Regions from separate parts of the Sus scrofa genome. Here region 2 is linked to region 1. The links are chromatin contacts, called in public Hi-C maps. All regions are on one chromosome and are shown on one strand. Each heading gives the region's core, a stretch centred on a gene start, on an enhancer-like site or on the middle of the called end of the contact. The rest is flanking DNA. Distances are from core to core; before and after follow the strand shown.

Region 1 (5,330 bases), core at 1,518-4,017:
GGTTCCTGAAACTTCCTTTCTTCCTACAGTCCTTATTTCTAGCAGTTTCTACTCAGAGCAAGAAGTATTAGGGACTACAATCTCCATAGGTCAAAGTCTAAGTTTTCTTTTTTTTTTTTTTTTGTCTTTTGTCGATCTCTTTGTGAGACAGGTCACAGAGGTTATTAGAGGAAGAGAAGAGAAAGTAAGTGAAATGTAGTTGAGCAAATCTTGACTTTCAAGTTTTAGACATGGGGTTAAATCTTTGGTCAAATGGAAAAAATGGGATCAACTAAGTTCTCAGTTTCCTGGTGTTGGCAGACTGGAACATGCTGACTTCGGGCTCCCGGGCTGGGCTACTTGGTGACTGTTGGGATCTGTGCGGCTTGCTTATTTCTCTTTTTAACATTGCAGCTACTCCACTGCCTATTAAAGAAAGCCCTTGGAAATGTTTGGTGTAGCATTTTGTCTTTGACTGTAGACTCGATTCATTAAAGCTAGGAAAATACTCTGGGTATAAAGTGAAGACGTTTATCATGCACACATTCTCAGAATGGCCAAGAGGGGAAGCATTGCTTGGAAAGAGGACATGCATTAATTTTTAGTTAGTTAGAAGGCAATGTTCAAGCTCTTTTTTTAATCTTTTATTTATGTGTATATTTTTTTCTACTGTACAGCATGGTGACCCAGTTACACTTTTACATTCCTTTTTATGACATTACATGTTCCATCATAAGTGACTAGACAGAGTTCCCAGTGCTACACAGCAGGATTCCATTGCTAATCCATCCCAAAGGCAACATTCTGCACCCAAAGCTCCAAGTCCCTCCCAGTCCCTCCCCCTCCCCCTTGGCAACCACAAGTCTGTCCTCCAAGTCTATGATTTTCTTTTCTGTGGAAGGGTTCCTTTGTGCTGTATATTATATTCCAGATATAAGTGATATCATATGGTATTTGTCTTTTCTCTTTTTGACTTACTTCACTCAGGATGAGAGTCTCTAGTTCCATCCATGTTGCTGCAAATGGCATTATTTTGTTCTTTTTTTTGGCTGAGGAGTATTCCATTGTGTATATATACCACCTGCTCCTAATCCAATCATCTCTCAGTGGAGATTTGGGTTGATTCCATGTCTTGGCTATTGTGAATAGCGTTGCCATGAACATGCAGGTGCATGTCTTTTTCAAGGAAAGTTTTGTCCAGATATATGCCCAAGAGTGGGATTGACAGGTGATATGGTAGTTCTATGTATAGTTTTCTGAGGTACCTCCACACCGTTCTCCATAGCAGTTGTACCAGCTTACATTCCCACCAACAGCGCAGGAGGGTTCCCTTTTCTCCACACCCCCTCCAGCATTTGTTATTTGTGGACTTATTAATGATGGCCATTCTGACTGGTGTGAAGTGGTATCTCATGGTAGTTTCGATTTTCATTTCTCTAATAATCAGTGATGTTGAGCATTGTTTCAAGTGCTTGTTGGCCATCGGTATATCTTCCTTGGAGAAATGTCTATTTAGTTCTCTTGCCCATTTTTCTACTGGGTTCTTGGGCTTTTTTGCTGTTGAGTTGTTAGCTCTTTAATAAATTAGGTTTTTTAGCTTGGAAGTAACTTCAAACCAATGTAGCATAAAAAAGAAAATAATTTGAAATGACAGAAAAAGAATAGCAGAGGATGAAGAGCCAATATGTAAAGATATAGATGGTAAGAAGAAGAGTAGCCCCGAAATGGAAAGAGTGTGTGTTCTGGGGCCAAACAGTCTGATTCTGGAATTCAGATTCAGCAGGTGCTGGACCTGGGAAAAATAACCTCACCCAGTGAAGATCATTTGTAAAATGAAGGCATCTCTCTGGTTGGCTTGTTGTGCGAATGGGGAGGATGTAGGAAGAGCAGGAACACGAGGAGTGTGGCATCTCACTAGCATTGCTGCTGCCTCTGTTCCTGGAGGCAGATGCCACAGGAGAGGAAGGTGAAATCTGCAGGAAACAAATATAGTGGGGCTTAAGTTACCTTCTCATGATGCTCATACCTTACACTTTCTATTTAAGCAAATTTTTTTTGGCTGTTTAATTTTTTTTAATATATATTCCTTCTGAATAACTAATCAGACATTATGTCCCCCTCTAGCTTCCTCATCACAGCAGAACTCTGCTCCTTGAAGGTGTTCACTCTTAACAGTTTATATTTTTTAATCTTCCATGTGTTTTTTTATACACATCGATTCTTATTATTTATATTACTTATTGTTACACATTTATATTTAAGAGAATATGTAAAGCTGAAATCTGTATCATTGATTTAAGGCACACTTTGGTTTCTGTTTTATGCTTCTGCATCTCTGAAATTGGGGGTATCTTACAACTGATGGCATCTATCAATGGCCACAAGCCATTTTTTCACATTTCAATGTTATCCAGATATGCCTTACAATCTAGGCTATCTTAGAACTGAATAAAGATGGTGACTTTTAAATGGCTGCACAGCCTCTGTTTTATGGATGTACAGGCAGACCTTGGAGATATTATGGGTTTGGTTCCAGGACCCCATAATAAAGGGAATATTGCAATAAAGCAAGTTACCCAAAATTTTAGTTTCCCAGGGTATATAAAAGTTATATTTATACTGTACTGCCATCTATTAAGTGTGCAATAGCAATATGTCTATTAAAACAAGGCACGTACCTTAATGGAAAAGTACTGGATTGCTGAAAAATGCTGACTGTGATCAGAGTCTTCCATGAGTCATCCTTTTGCTAGTGGAGGCTGGATGTCGATGCCTGCTGACTAATGAGGGTGATGGTTGCTGGAGGTGGGGGTGCCTGTGGTAATTTCTTAAGACAACAGTGACGTTTGCCACCTCAGTTGATTCTTCCTTCACAGACAATTTCTCTGCAGTATGCAATACTCTTTAATAGCATGTTACCTACAGTAGAACTTCTTTCAGAATTCAAGTCAGCCCTATCAAGCCCTGCCACTGCTTTATCAACTCAGTTCATGTAATATTCTAATCCTTTGCTTCAACGATCAATTACATTTTCTGTCTCATGTGGATAGGGTTTGTGGCACCCAAAAATAATTACAACACTAACATCCAAAGATCACTGATCACCATAACAAATAAGTAATAATAATAGGAGTTCCCTTCATGGCTTAGCAGTTAATGAACCCAACTAGGATCCATGAGGATGTGGGTTCGATCCCTGGGCTCGCTCAGTGGGTTAAGGATCTGGCATTGCCGTGAGTTGTGGTGGCAGTCAAAGACACGGCTCAGATCCTGCGTTGCTGTGGCTGTGGTGTAGGCTGGCAGCTGCAGCTCTGATTCGACCCTTAGCCTAGGAACTTCCATATGCCGAGGATGTGGCCCTAAAGAGCAAAAGCCAAAAAAAAGGTAGCAATACTTGTTTGAAATATGGTGAGGACTGCCAAAATGACATACATACAAATGAGCAAATGCTGCTGGAAAAACGGTGCCAATAAACTTGCTTGATGCAGGGTCGCCACAAACCTTCAATTTGTGAAAAGTTCCGTAAACTAAGGCACAGTAATACAAAGTATGCCTGCACCATGTCTTAATCACCTCAAGCGCTGGGCATTTGGGTTCTCTGACCCCCCAGCCCCTGCCCTGTCCTAGTCCTGATTTTCCTATTATAAATATCTAATATATAACTGTAGAAGTACCTTGGGAAGAAAATTCCTACAGATGAAAACACTACGTCCAGAAGTATATGTACTTTAAAGTTGCTATATTCCTCTGCAAAACTCCTGTACAAATGTACTCTCACATTGGCAATGTTTGAAATGCCTTTTTCCTCCTACCCTCTTACCATGGGGTATGCTTCGCCTTTAAAATTGTTATCAGGTGGGACAGATGGGTATCTTACATGCATAGCCCTTATTCCGAGGGAATTTGAGCATGTTTTGTGTATAGATGATTTGTATTTCTTTGTTGGTGAGTGTCATATCCTTTGCCCATTTGGGGAGTTGGACTTGGTGTCTTTTTCTTACTGATTTGTAGGAACTTTGTGCCTGTTTTGTTCACAGACCCAACACGTGGCTTATGGTATCCCTGTTGTTATGGAAACTCTTTTAGGAAAGGTTCAGCATGTATTTTCATTTTATTTTATCCCTGTCCTGATCCTGTGACATATTAAGTAGTTACTGCATGTAAATCTGAGGAGCCAGTGCCTTGGCAAATCAAATCTAATTGACTAAGTTTTTAAAAGAACATTTCAGTATTGTGTTGTTAGAAAGGAATTTTAGAATATTGCCTTATTTTCAACTGATCTAACAAAACACGTTTTAATGTAAATTCAAACAAATCCATGGGAACCAAATATACACTGTATATATAATATTTTTAGGAAAGTATGAGATATGAAGAAATACTGGTACCACACCCAATTTTTTTTTAAAAGTTTAGCATCATTGCTGCACTCTTTCTAGTTAATATATGTGCAATACTGATGACGAATTCTCCAAAAAGAACCTCTAGTCTGTAGGCAGCCAAATCCTTCCACTCAGTGGTTTTCAGTCTTTTATTTTTAAAAAATGGTCATCTTTTGGTGACTAAATTCTTACTGTAACTTCCAGTGTATGAATTCATTAACATCAAAGATGTGGAAGCTCCAGGTAGGGAGAACAACTAGCTAGGTTCTTGAGTGATCTGTGAAGGACCCCAGGTCCTGGGGAATGCATATTGAAACCACTGGAAATAGGAAGTAGTTAGATAGCCCAGGAGGAGTGTTACTTTTAAACACCTGAAATGATGGGCCTAGAATTTAGGGATCCTCTACCCTAAATCCAAGAAGTCCACAGCAAAGTTAGCAATTTCTTCCCCAAGGCCCTGTGATTAGTGGGCATTCCCTTGATTAGTACAGGATGTTCTGGTCATACCTACAGCAAACCATCTTTCATTGAGCACATTTCTGCAGGAGCAGAGCAAGTAAATGAGCCACAGACGGCTGGGCACATGGGCTCTGAAACCAGTTTGCCTGGGTGTGCATCCTAGTGTGGCGCCTCCCTGTCTATGCAACCTTGTTCCTTTGTCTCCCTGTGCCTCAGTTTCCTCACTTGAAACAAACATCACCCGCTTCACAGGGCGGTCGTAAGAATTAAGTAAGTTAACAATGAACACTCAGCATAGTGTTTAACACATTGTACACATTCAGAAGATTTTGGCACCTAATGCTTCTAGTGCTACGTGACTTAGATTAAATGCATTTTCAAATGTAACTGAAATTCAGAGTTCTTATAAAAATTACACAATTACACAATAGCATCGGAACATAAAGCACGGAATTAAAGAGAGACAAATCCAGAAACGGTTGTCCTCATGTAAAACTTTCTCTTCTAGAC
Region 2 (5,330 bases), core at 2,116-4,615, 220 kb before region 1:
ACCAAGAGTGCAAGCTGCGCCAACAGTTGCCCTGTAACTCCTGACTGGTCCGACTTGCATGTCTCAGATTTATAATTCTTCATCAGCCATGGGTGCAGCCAGGGATGATCTTCTCCCACGGGTTTGACCTGTGGAATTCACTGTCTCTACTGGTGCAGCGAGGCTCTTAGACCAGAATGACGGTCAGCATCCTGAGTGCCCATCTCTGTGGGATGTTCAGTCATCCTTTGAGTTGCTTTGTTTATTCCACATTTATCTGGTTACCAACTTTATGGAAGGCACTAAGGGTCCTTAGGTTTGAATTTAATCAAGGCATTCGAGGAAGAGGCCTTCTAAAGACCAAATGGCCTCTGTAGGAAAGGCCTCTGAATGCCCACTGAACTCTCAAGAGATCAATAGTGTTGCCTTTAGCTTGTTACAGGTGAGGAATTTGTCACTCAGAGCGGTATCTCTTTCTTTTGTGAGCTTTACAACTTAAACTCTTTGCATGGTACCCTGGGTGTGTGGAAATGATTTTCAAGGAGTGGACACAGGAGAGACTATTTTCAAAGGCATTGAATGTTTATGGAGATCCTCAGAGAGCTATGGATAACTGTTTAGTGTCAAATAGTTGAGTTTTTCAATACTGATTTCAAGATTGATGTGGAAAACTAAAACTAATTATCATGAAGAAATAAATGTTTCCTGGAGACACAAGAGGACCAGCTGAGGGTACAAGTGTCTGTTTTAGAATTAGGTTACTTAATAGCAGCATGCTTGTTAAGACACAAGGGTGGGGAGGGGAAAAGACCAGATAAAATGTATCTTCTGCTTCCAAGAAGATGTGAATATTATAAAAATCGGAATTTGGTCATATGAAACTGTCTCCGCCATTTGAACATTCAGAGGATTCCAGGCCAAAAGCTTTTTTTTTTTTTTTTTTTTTTTTTTTTTTCTTGGACAAAGAAGCATACTGGGTTTTTAAAAACAATAGTCCGGGAGACTGTCAAGTGCCTATAAAGTGACTACAGTAGCGGGAAGGTGAAATGGGAATAATGATTAACTGCTTGCTTTCTTTGGATGTCTCAGTTGGCCTAAGTGAGCGTAATTTAGGTGACAGTATGAGCATCTGCATGGCAGCTGCTGGTACCACGAGGTAATGCCAGAGAAGACAGAAGAGCTGGCACACCACTTCCAACTTCATTATTGTACCCTGAGCCAGAAAAAATATAAGTTTATATTCTTTTGAAGTGGGGCGATGTTGTCTCTTTTTTTCCTTGGGCTTCACACACTTAAAACAAAGTGTTCTCAAGACATTTGTAAGCTTGGTCTGACAACTTAGAGTAAGCTGATTTTTTTTTTCTTCTACTGTAAAAAAAAAAATCAAACTAGGTAAATTTCATCTGATTTTAGAGTCAGCATTCTGTCATAGTTTTTAGAATTTCCAAGGCAGAGTCCCAGAAAAAATGTAAATGTCCTGAAAACATTTAAAGCACTGGTTTGAAAGCTCTGTTTCTTTAAATAAAGCTTTATTGGAACATAGCCATGCACATTCATTGCTGTGCTGTTTTTGCCATTTGGCTTTCCTGCTACCACAGTGGAGTTTGAATAGTTGCAACAGAGTCCTTTAGGCCGACAGCTCTAAAATATTTAGTTTTTGGCTCTTTGTAGTACAAGTTTCTGGACACCATCTTGCAAGGGGCTGGAGGACCAGGTTGGTTGCTAGGATAGCTCCCCACCTCAGAGTGTGGGTCCGCCTGTCCTGTGTTAGAACCTCTGGTGAATGAAGAACAGCCTTAGAAAAACATTTGAAAAGAACTTGAGATATTTCTCCTCCAGAATCATTTTCCTTGAAGTGAGAGGACCAACCCAAGCAGATCTCTTCAGGTCCCTTTTTATAATCAGCTTTCTTGGCTTACGCTGTAACAGTGTCTTTGAGGAGCTGAAGGGCCGTCACCTGGTAGAGGCGTTGGCGTGTGAGACTGTGGGGAACTGAATGAGGATTAATGGGCGCAACCGACTGTGAGGACTTGACTTCAGCTTGAGAAAGAAGAGCACCTCCTAAGAACTTCCCATAACTAGAATGTGCTCTATTGGGTAATGAGTTTCCTTTCACTAGAGATGTTCAAATAAAGGTTGTCAGAAAACCTTTGAAGTCCCATTCCAACCTTGAAGTTCTAATGGCTCCTTTGGTTAAGGTTTTTGTCTCCAAGCTCAGATCTGACCACATTTTATTTTGTTGAAGGCCTATAGAGGCTTCTTGGATGATATTCTGAAAATGCAATCCTGGTCAAACCAAAACAGTGGAAAGGTGGAGAATCTCTTCTGAGGGGCAGAGGATGGCAGAAGGCAGGCCTACCCAAAGGCAGACTTTCCTTTGGCTGCTGCAGTAACACAGTGACAACAGGAAGGGCCCTGCTTCCCACCAGCCTTAAAGCTTCAAAGGTGAATCAGCTCTCTGCTGCTCTCCTGAGCTGCCGCTACCATCTTTGCTTTCTGCCAGACTCCTGGGAGGTGGAAGGACCTGGTTCGGGGGCATCTCACAAATGCGGATGTCAAAATAGGATGTCTGTATTGCATGTTGCCGGAGTTCATAATGGGGCCTGGCCGCAAGTAGCAATTCTGGGTGAAGCCATCCCTTCTCTGTGCAGCTCTGTTGTTACTGCACAGAAGCAGTCACAGACAATACGTAAATGCACAAGTGGCTGTGTTCCAATAAAACTTTATTTACAAAAGCAGGCAGTGGGCCAGCTTTGAGCCTGGGGCCATAGCTTACTGGGTCCTGATAAACACTGAAAGTTAAAACTGGCTGGGAAACAGCAGTGCTGATTCTCTCATGTCTTGGGGACAAGGTGAAATGTCATGTCCAGAGTCCCACCGTGGTGCAGGATTACCACCCAGAATCTGACTTGTAGTTGACTGCCCACTTTGTGATACTGTCCTGCCTCTGCTGTGTAACAGGTGATGGCATCTGGTTTTGAAAAGAGGGCTGTGTGAATGAAAGAAATAACTGCTTTAGGTGGCTCATGAAGAGCCACAGTGAGAGCTCCAGGATGGCATTTTCATGGTGGCAACCCCCTTCGCTCTGGGATTTGGCCTCCCTTTTTCTCAGATGGACCCTCTTCCCAGAAAAACCAGATATAGGTCGCATAATTTATACAGAGAAAGGGTGCCCCAGAGTTGTGAAAAAGCCACGGGCTCCCGCAGCTGCGTCACAGGATTTGATCACTTCAGCTGGGAGTGCCAGGAGATTTGAGACAGATGTTTTCAGACATGCCGCATGCCTAAAACATTTCCAGGGGTCGGGCGCAAATAGTGACTTAATAAGTGGAGGAACAGGGAAAGTATGCAAGTCGAGGACACAAGAGTTTATTCACCACTAGGTGCACGGCCAACCTCTGTGCATTACATCTGCCTGTCGGGGCTGGCTCTTTCATCTGTCGTGCCCTCCGTACTGCTCTTTGTCTGCCCGTGAATAAAGTGCAGCATTGTGGTTAGTAATCCCACTCCAGTGACTCGACTTCAAATGTGGTTTTGGAGTGCATCCCAGAGTTCTGTTTGCTAAGCTTCCTACTCCTGTTTCAGAGACACCACTGGATACAGAGCAGCAAGCACTAAAGGCTTCCCTCTTTCCTTAAACCTGTCGGGCTGTGGGCTCTCTCTTTCCCCTTCTCCCTCCTTTCCTTTCTCTTTTTCCTTTTTTTTTTTTTTTTTTTTAAACCTTCCAAGGCAAGTTCATGGATACTAAGCTGATGTGTTTGTTGTTCTTTTTCTCCCTGCCTCCGCTCCTAGTGAGTAACCACACTGGCCGCATCAAGGTGGTCTTTACTCCGAGCATCTGTAAAGTGACCTGCACCAAGGGCAGCTGTCAGAACAGCTGTGAGAAGGGGAACACCACCACTCTCATTAGTGAAAATGGTCACGCTGCCGACACCCTGACAGCCACGAACTTCCGAGTGGGTGAGTTCCTCCACGGTCCTTAACCATCCTTACTGAATAGAGTTGTATGAGATCGGAGCATTTAGACACCCCTCCACTCACATGCTCTCTGCTTGAATGACTTTCTGTCTATGAGCCCGGATATGCTGCTTTCACGAGCTCCTTGAAATTACTTTCGGAATAATTTTTAACTTGATTTTTGGTTTCCAAGAGAACTGGCAAGGAGAGTATTGCCCTTTACGGCTTATCATGCAGACAGCCTTGGTGATGGGGAAGTTTCAGGAGGACAGAAGGGAATAGGCTTTAAATTAAAACCCTCCTGTCCCACTTGCATTGATCAATTTCAAATTTTATCTGCTCAGTGATAAGTGGAATTTATGTTAGATTTGACTCAGGTTACGAAATATGGCTGGTGAGTAAATTTAACCTTTTACTTCCTAAATAGCCAGGCTCTAAAAAAATTTCTAAAAATTAGCAAAAGATCTGTATTTTAGTTGTCGAAAGGGAGGCAGCCTTGCATCTTTTGCCACGTTTGTGCTGTGTATCAAAAGACTGAATTAGAAGTTGATGCAGGACACGGATTTGGGGGAAGATAACACTAGCAGATTACTGTCAGCACTTAAAACCTTTTAATTTTTTGTAATTTAAATAGGAACTACAGTAGGTACTGCAGAAAGTCTTTTTATACTTTTAAATTCTTTATTTTGGACTTCTTTGTAAATGGAGAAAGTATTGTGGTCCACTAAATGCTGTCACACTGCCATGTTGTCATGCAATACGGTATTTTTGTCACAGAAAAATGTCTTTTATTATTTTTTTGACCAATTATGGTTTGCCATGTATACTCAAATAATCACAGACACCCACGTTACTTTATGAGTTACTCATAAGAATAACCCAAATGTCAGACAGATAATAACACTGGCTAGATCCGGTCTTTTTATGGAATATTGCTGTTTAGTCTTGGGAGTATGTGTCTAGGGGGCAGTGAGGGTGTCTGTTTCAAACTGATTTCCATCAAGACAAAATACAAGGAGACAGTTGAAAGTCCTTATTAGCGCTTTGATTATCGTATTGCTTTATCGTGATTCCTGTTGCTCTTGAGGTTGAAGCACTGTTCTTGATAGTCTGTGCTTGTAAAAAACCTGTGCCTGTAGATACTATTTAAAAGGTATTGTTAATTTTCTGGTACTTTGGGTGTATTTGTTAGAAGAATTTAGCTGTTAGGTGCCAAAAGGCACATTAGGCTTCAGCAGGGCAGAGAGCTGAGTCTAACGGGAAGTGTGTTAAACTGATGATCAGGAAACTAGATTCTGGTCCTGCCACTAAACTTGCTAATCTCTGTGGTGTGACAAGTTAGTATTTCTGGACCTTAGTTTTTCTCACCCCCAAAATAAATTGCTTATAGCCAT

Evidence for each region. A called contact is a pair of places that touch in the nucleus more often than the background predicts.
Region 2: a Hi-C map of embryonic fibroblasts shows a contact between it and region 1, with 2.8 times the contacts expected there. The contact joins two enhancer-like sites. A contact is called at or near these places in 4 of 47 Hi-C or Micro-C datasets (embryonic fibroblasts, fibroblasts and subcutaneous adipose tissue).

What each region holds. Positions count from the first base shown.
Region 1 is chr3:106,326,133-106,331,462 of Sscrofa11.1, reverse strand. All of the region lies in intron 33 of LTBP1 (latent-transforming growth factor beta-binding protein 1), which reads left to right. Among named protein-coding and RNA genes, the nearest start is that of RASGRP3, 120 kb to the right of the region's middle. Within about 2 kb of position 2,767, at least 5 of the 83 cell types and tissues checked have an H3K27ac peak or open chromatin away from gene starts, as enhancers often do. A contact at or near this core is called in embryonic fibroblasts, where this site is marked.
Region 2 is chr3:106,548,391-106,553,720 of Sscrofa11.1, reverse strand. It overlaps LTBP1 (latent-transforming growth factor beta-binding protein 1), which reads left to right. Exons shown (of 36, transcript XM_021087653.1): 7 at 3,772-3,939. Among named protein-coding and RNA genes, the nearest start is that of LTBP1, 170 kb to the left of the region's middle. Within about 2 kb of position 3,365, at least 33 of the 83 cell types and tissues checked have an H3K27ac peak or open chromatin away from gene starts, as enhancers often do. A contact at or near this core is called in embryonic fibroblasts, where this site is marked.